Linked DNA regions of Mus musculus: region 1 is linked to region 2. The links are chromatin contacts, called in public promoter capture Hi-C maps. All regions are on one chromosome and are shown on one strand. The core of a region is the stretch at or near the end of the contact, and the rest is flanking DNA. Distances in the headings are between cores, read along the strand shown.

What was found. Capture Hi-C pulls out chosen DNA fragments and counts their contacts.
Region 1: a contact with region 2 is called in a promoter capture Hi-C map of liver. The contact joins two enhancer-like sites. A contact is called at or near these places in 4 of 39 promoter capture datasets (HPC-7-derived erythroid cells, frontonasal cranial neural crest, liver and 1 more), 4 of 484 Hi-C or Micro-C datasets (cortical neurons, embryonic fibroblasts and nephron progenitors), 1 of 115 datasets of contacts at active chromatin or transcription factors (embryonic forebrain) and 3 of 9 other capture datasets (adipose tissue, liver and pancreatic islet).

Annotation. Positions count from the first base shown.
Region 1 is chr17:25,443,143-25,446,765 of GRCm38.p6, reverse strand. No RefSeq gene overlaps it. Among named protein-coding and RNA genes, the nearest start is that of Cacna1h, 11 kb to the right of the region's middle. Within about 2 kb of position 1,270, at least 10 of the 459 cell types and tissues checked have an H3K27ac peak or open chromatin away from gene starts, as enhancers often do. A contact at or near this core is called in liver, where this site is marked.
Region 2 is chr17:25,340,487-25,343,745 of GRCm38.p6, reverse strand. It overlaps the pseudogene Tpsab1. Among named protein-coding and RNA genes, the nearest start is that of Prss29, 23 kb to the right of the region's middle. Within about 2 kb of position 2,000, at least 9 of the 459 cell types and tissues checked have an H3K27ac peak or open chromatin away from gene starts, as enhancers often do. A contact at or near this core is called in liver, where this site is marked.

The sequences.
Region 1 (3,623 bases), core at 21-2,520, 100 kb before region 2:
GTTTCCACGTGCTCTTTATCTTCTTTCTAGAACTTCTAGAGCAGCTCGCTAACTTTTTTTTCTGGAAAGAGCCAGATTGAAAACTTTGTAGACTTTATGGTCTAGGGGGCCTGTTGCACTTTTCAACTCCTTTGGCTCAGTATGAAAACTGTTTATCATGGCAGTTGGGACTGTGTGTGAGCAGCTGTACAAAGCTGTCCCAGCAAAGCACTATTACAAAATCACACGGTAACCCCCAATTACCTTTGATGGGCCATTCGAGAAGCACGTGAGACCTAGCCCTCCGGCTCCAGGTCTCTCTGCTCTTCTTTATATCTTCCAGCTCTCCCATGCTCTGCGGGGCATCCAGTGATTTCCTCTCTTTATCTTCCACTTCGCTAATTCTCTCATCAGCTGTGTTCAATTAGCCAACTGACCCATTTGTTCTATTTTTTTTTTTTACTTCAAAGACTGTAGTCCAATTATCTGTAAGGTTCACCCCTCCCCCCCATGGTATTTTATTTCTGTCCTTGGGATTTTAATTTGCATCTTTTCCCTAATTTTCAATTTGCTGCTGGGATTTTTGGCCCAGCTGGCTCTTGTTGATGGTGAATACGAAGGAGCCGACACCAGTCCTGGCAATCCAAGGAAGTCATCTGCCAGGTACTGTGAGTTCAGGCCTGGCCGGAGGATTGTTCCTGAGAAGCTATGACATCACACTTGCTGTGGCTTTGGGTATCACTGGCTGGGAATCAACTTCTCTGTGGATTTCTCAATTTCTTAGCTGGAGGACATCCAGCCCTAGAGGTGTGAGTTCATGAACCTTTGTGAAGTACAGCTGACATTTCCCAGAGACCACATTCTCCCCCATCCTGAGTCTGAGGAAAGCAGACCATGTCTGACTGTGAACCCTTCCAGGCTGCCTAGCATTGAGCATCTCAATGTCAGCTTCTGTCCCAGGTCCTCATAGTCATCCATTGGAACAGACATCAGGCTGTCGGCCTGGTTCTATGGAGAATATTTTCTTCCCTCTCTGATAAATCCATCTCCTGGGGTAATGTTTAGCTGTTTATTCAATGTGTCTGGCGTTTGGGACATTATCTGAGTAGATTTCATGTCAACCTTTTCCTGTAGTTCTATGGTCCTTGGGACTCCTGGATCACCCTCTGGCTTCCCTGCAGGCCCTAGACTTGACTGGAGTCTCCCCTGAAGACTTAAAAGTACCAGGGACCCACAGCGACCAACATGGCCAGTTCCCTAACCCCTGGGCCAAAACACATGCCCTGGGGACGCAGAGCAAGCTCGAAGCTTGTCTTGGCACAGACATTAAACATTGATGAGGCTGCTGTCCGTGTTCCAGCTAAGGCAAAATAAAAAGACAGAGAAGACGCCAGTTCTGGCAACGCAAGGAGGTCATCTGCCAGGTGGCTGCAGCAGTCGCTCAATACAGCTATAAGGAAGTGGTAACAAAGGCAATCTATATACATCAGCTGAGAGTGCTTCCCCTGGGAAGCCTGTGCAGCTCCAGGCCCTTCCTGAGGCCACAAACCAGGCTTTGTACACCAGACTTGTGGATGTTTCTGAATGGGGCCAGATCTCTGTGGACAAAATGGGTCTGGTTAACTAGGAGCCCCAGGCTGGACTCAGAGCTGAACTGCCACAATGGCTGGGCAAGAGTCCCAGTAACTTCCCTCAGCCTAAGACTGTTTTAGAATGAATGGCGGCTCCTGAGAGGCATACCCACATCCTAGACCTGTTTAATCTACTGAGATTATTTTGTTGGACTCAGGATCTTGGCATGTGTAATTAAGCTAAGACTCTTGAGGTAGGGTCACCCGGGAACATCTGGGCAGGTTTTTAGCAGAGAGAGAAGTCCCATTGCTAAGAAGGGGAGATAAAGGTTGAGCCATGGAACCTGAAGACGAGGAATCCTGAGTCTGGTGGCCACACCAGGACCTGGAGAGGCAGGAGAAAGATCCCTCCAAAGTCACAATAAAGCTTACTTCTCTTACTTTAATGGCCCTGGTTTGTGACACTATTGCAGACACTGGACACAAAAGCAAGGGCTCCTGGAGGATACTGTGGTAAATGGTTTCAGTGCCTTCAGATGGGGTCCTGCTGTGAAAATAGTTGCCTGAATTTCATGGAAGGAAAACCAAGGCTCAGTACTCCTGGCTGCTGGGGCCAGATCTGGACTTGAATTTGGGTCTCTTACATCCCTTACCTCATAGAGCAGCCGGATGCCTCAGCCAGGTGGGAGAGAGGAACCCTTAACTTCAGACTAAAAAAGTTATCTGGCTTCAAAAGACAAGGTCAGCTTCCTGACATGAGCATGTAAGTACCGCTAGCCAGTGGCAGGAGAGAGGAACCCCATCCCCGCTCAGGGAAGAGTTAGGGACCCTCCCAGTTGCCCTCAGGCAGTCTGAGGTCCTGACTGTGAAGGAGGTGTCCCACACAGAGCAAGCACGAGGTGTCTCAGCCCTGCTCATGTTGCCTGTTGCCCATGTTGTCTCTGGGATTGGAGGTCCTAGGCAGACAGCAGCCCTTGCCACCCAGAACATTGGTCCTCCTGTCATCACCTAACAGGGTGACCCAGGGAGAGCCCCTTCTTCTCACTGGGCCTCGGTGGTCCTTTAGGGGAATGAGATATTGGCTTATCACGGAAGAGTAGAGCAGGTCAGGGGGTGGTGGGAAGAGAAGGAGCTTTGTGGGGCAGAGAACTCAGCTACTTCAGTGGAGCTTCTGGCCCAGTCTGAAGTTGCCTCCCAGGGGTGTGGTCTATGGTGGGGACATGGTGGTCTGGTGGCTCCCATGGTGACTCTGTAAGATCTACATAAGCCCAGCGGTGTACACTAAGGACTGAGGCTTGGAGCCTCTCTGGCCCTAAGAGTGGTGATCCAGAGTTCTGGGATTCTGTGGCATTGCGCAGGCCTGCTGTTGCCCATCACAGGCTGCATCTCTGAGCCTGCCGTCAGCAGAAGGATCAGATCCAGGAAGACAGACGACACTGTGCAACGAGAGGATGTGTGTGGTCTATGACCAAAACATCTCCAAGAACTCGCTGTGCTGATCGGAAATCCACAGCCAGGCTCAGGCCTCCAGGGGCCCCAGCAGGGTAGGCAGGATGGGCTGACATGGGACACAGGACACAGGCGAGCAGTTCAGCCTGCTCCCTGCACCTGTGTGAAAGTCTTCTCTCCCACGTTAAGAGCCTGGGCAAATCTCTCTTTGGACTCTCCTTAACCATGAAGAATACTTTACGTTCCCAGAAATGCATGGCTATAAGGCAGCCAATTCTTTGAATTTGGAAGCTATTTTACTTTGTTTGTGTGTGTGCATGTGTGTGTATCTGTCTGTCTGTCTGCATGTGTGTGTTTTCAGCATCCTACACAGCCTATACTAGGTGAGCTTCCTACCAATAAACGCCAGCCCCAGCCTTCTTTCTATTTTTAGTTTTGAGGCAGTGTCTCACTAAATTGCCCAAGCTAGTATTGAATTCCCTCTGTAGTGCAGGCTGGCCCAGAACTTTAGATCTTCCTGCCTTGGCCTCCTGAGTAGCTGGAAAGTCAGGCCTACCCCTACCTACACCACCAGGCACAGTGGGGGATTTTTTTTTGAGCGCATGCATTTTAAAGAGCTTTGCC
Region 2 (3,259 bases), core at 751-3,250:
TATCACAAAGGTCTCATCACAGGTGACAATGTCCACATTGTCCGAGATGACATGCTGTGTGCTGGGAATGAAGGACATGACTCCTGCCAGGTGAACTCCTGTCCCCTCACCCTGCCACCCCTACCCAGCCTTTACAGGAGTACTGACCCCTATCCTCTCTAGGGCGACTCCGGAGGACCTCTGGTCTGCAAGGTAGAAGACACCTGGCTGCAGGCAGGCGTGGTCAGCTGGGGTGAGGACTGCGCACAGCCCAACAGGCCTGGCATCTACACCCGGGTCACCTATTACTTGGACTGGATCCACCGCTATGTCCCCAAGGACTTCTGAGTCACATCCAGGATGACCTCCGTTCCTCCCAGCATGCTGCTTCCTGCCTGGGTGGCATCCCTGCCTTCCTCTCCTGCTCCCCATCCTGAGTCCCAATTCTTCTGCCTTCCACTCAAGTAGCTACACTGCGCAGGCGCCGCTCTCTGCTATGCCTCAATAAAATGCATTAAAGCAGCTGTGAGTGTTGCTGTGATTCTGGAGTCAGCAGGGGTAAATGAAGTGCCTGGGAGAATTGGGGTAATGTTGCTTGAGCTTTGGGGTGCCAGCTTGAGCTGTGGGGTTTGGCTCCTATAGTGAGGTGGATCCTCCTCACCACCCTGTCTGTTGTCATCTTAACTTCTCTCTACACAAGTTCATTCCTTCTGGGTAAGGGGCACCACCCCTTTGGGATCCAGGAAATAGCAGGAAAACTTTAAGAGAGAAATATAGGGTGTGGGAGGGTTGGCTAGATGGTTCAGCAGGTAAAGATCCTTGTCACTAAGCCTGAGGACCTAGAACCTACACGGTGGAAGAAGAGAACACAAGTTGTCCCCTAGCCTTCACACATGCAGGCCATGGTATGTGCATGAACATTTACCCCTACACAAATGCGAGCACACACACAAACACATACACACACACAGACACACACACACACACTCACACAGACTCACACACACAGATACACACACACACAGACACACACACAGACACACACAGACACAGACACACACAGACACAATCATGACTGCAATAAAAATAAGCAAATAAACGTAATCTTAAAATCTACAGATGCCAGGTGTCGGTGGCGATGCACGCCTTTAATCTCAGCACTTGGGAGGCAGATGCAGGTGGATCTCTATGAGTTCGAGGCCAGCCTGGTCTACAGAGAGAGTTCCAGGACAGCCATGACTACATGGAGAAACCCTGCCTCAGAAAAAAAAAAAAAACAAAAAACAAAAAGATAAGCATAGATAACACAGTCAGTAAAGCAGGAAGACCAGAGTTAGGCCCCCAGAACCCATGCAGAGAGAACGAGGTGTGATAAGACGTGGTTGTAGCCCTAGAGAGCTGGAAACATGCAGCCTAGAGAAATGAGCGCACTCCAGAAAAGACCAGGACACCCCATTTTGTTGTTGGGTTGGTTTCTTTTGGCAGGGGGTGTCTTTTGGGGTGTTCATTTTTATTTTTGGTTTTTTAGGATAGGGTTTCTTTGTGTAGTCTTGGTTATCCTGGTTGTCCTTGCCCTGTAAACCAGGCTGGCCTCAAACTCAGAGAGAGCCATCTGCCCTTGCCTCCCAGGTGCTGGGATTAAAGGTGTGAGTCCTAACCACACAGCTGGGAAAACTAAAACTAAAACAAAACAAAACAAAGGAAAAACAAAACGAAACAAAACAAGTCTAAGGAGTGACATCTAAGGTTGACCTCTGACCTTCACACATACACACAGACATGTGCACACAGACAGACAGGGGTTGAGTGGGGGACGCGGACTGAGGACTGCAAGGCTCCCCACAAACAAACCAACAAATGCAGCATAGCCTTTCCCCCTTGGCCTTCTCTGCCATCCTTCCTGCAGGTAACAAGAGGCACCCTTCTTTGCCAGATTAACAGTTCACATGACTGTGCCCTGGGGAAGGTCCTGGAGGCTCACCTTCCCACAGACACTGCCACGCTCAGGTCAGCTCCGTTTCTGCTGTTTGAAATGCCATGTGGGGGGTTGCAGTCAGCTGCAGCAGTGGACTTTAGCCTGTCCCCGTAGTGTCCTGTGTGTGTGTGTGTGTGTGTGTGTGTGTGTGTGTGTGTGTGTGTGTGTGTGTGTGTATGTGTGTCAATTAGCCTAGGCAGGCTCATCAGTAGCCCTGAAAGTCCTCTGTCCCCACCTTCCCAGCCACAGGGCCACAAGTGTACTGCCATGCCCAGAGTTTTTCTTGTTTGTTTTTGTTTTGTTTACATCCTGACCATGGTTTACCCTCCCTGCTCTCCTTCCAGTCCCTCCCCCTGCCCTCCCCTCCTGCCTCCACTCTTCTTCCATTTCCCTTCAGAAAAGAGCAGGCCTCCCTTGGATATCAGCCACTGCTTATCAAGTTGCACTAGGCACCTCCTCTTCTATTCACGATAAACAGGAGGAAAGGGTCCCAAAGGCAGGCAGCAGAGTCAGAGATGGCCCTGCTCCCACCACAGGGGTCCCACAAAAAGACCAAATTACACAATTGTAACATATGTGCCGAGGGCCTAGGTCAGGCCCATGCAGGGTCCCGGATTGGCAGTTAATCTCTGTGAGCCCAGGTTTGTTGATTCTGTGGTTCTGCTTGTGGTGTCCTTGACCCCTCTGGCTCCTCCAATCCTTCCTCCCCCTCTTCCACAGGATTCCTCAAGCTTCATCTAAGTTTGGTTGTGGGTCTCTGCATCTTTTCCATCAGTTCCTGGGGGAAGCCTCTCTGATGACAGCTGAGCTAGGCATGACTCTCTGAGTATAGCAGAATATCATTAGGAATCATTTATTTCATTGACTTTTTAAATTTTTTGCCAGTCATCTTTAGTTCTCTCCTAAGGACTCTGGGCTTTCCAGCCTGTGGTTCCTGACCCTCCAGGCAGTGTCAGGGGTGGGGTCCCTCTCAAGCTGGGTCAGCCATGGTTGGCCACTTCCACAATTTCTGCACCACATTTACCCCAGCACATCTTTTTTGGTTTTTGGGGGGTTAGTTGGTTTATTTGTTTTTTGTTTGTTTGTTTGTTTGTTTTTTGAGACAGGGTTTCTCTGTGTAGCCCTGGCTGTCCTGGAACTCACTCTGTAGACCAGGTTGGCCTCAAACTCAGAAATCCACCTGCCTCTGCCTCCCGAGTGCTGGGATTAAAGGCGTGCACCACCACGCCTGGCTCTCCCCAGCACATCTTGCAGGCAGACAAATTGTAGGTTAAAGGTTTTTGCAGCTGGGATTGTGTCCCAATC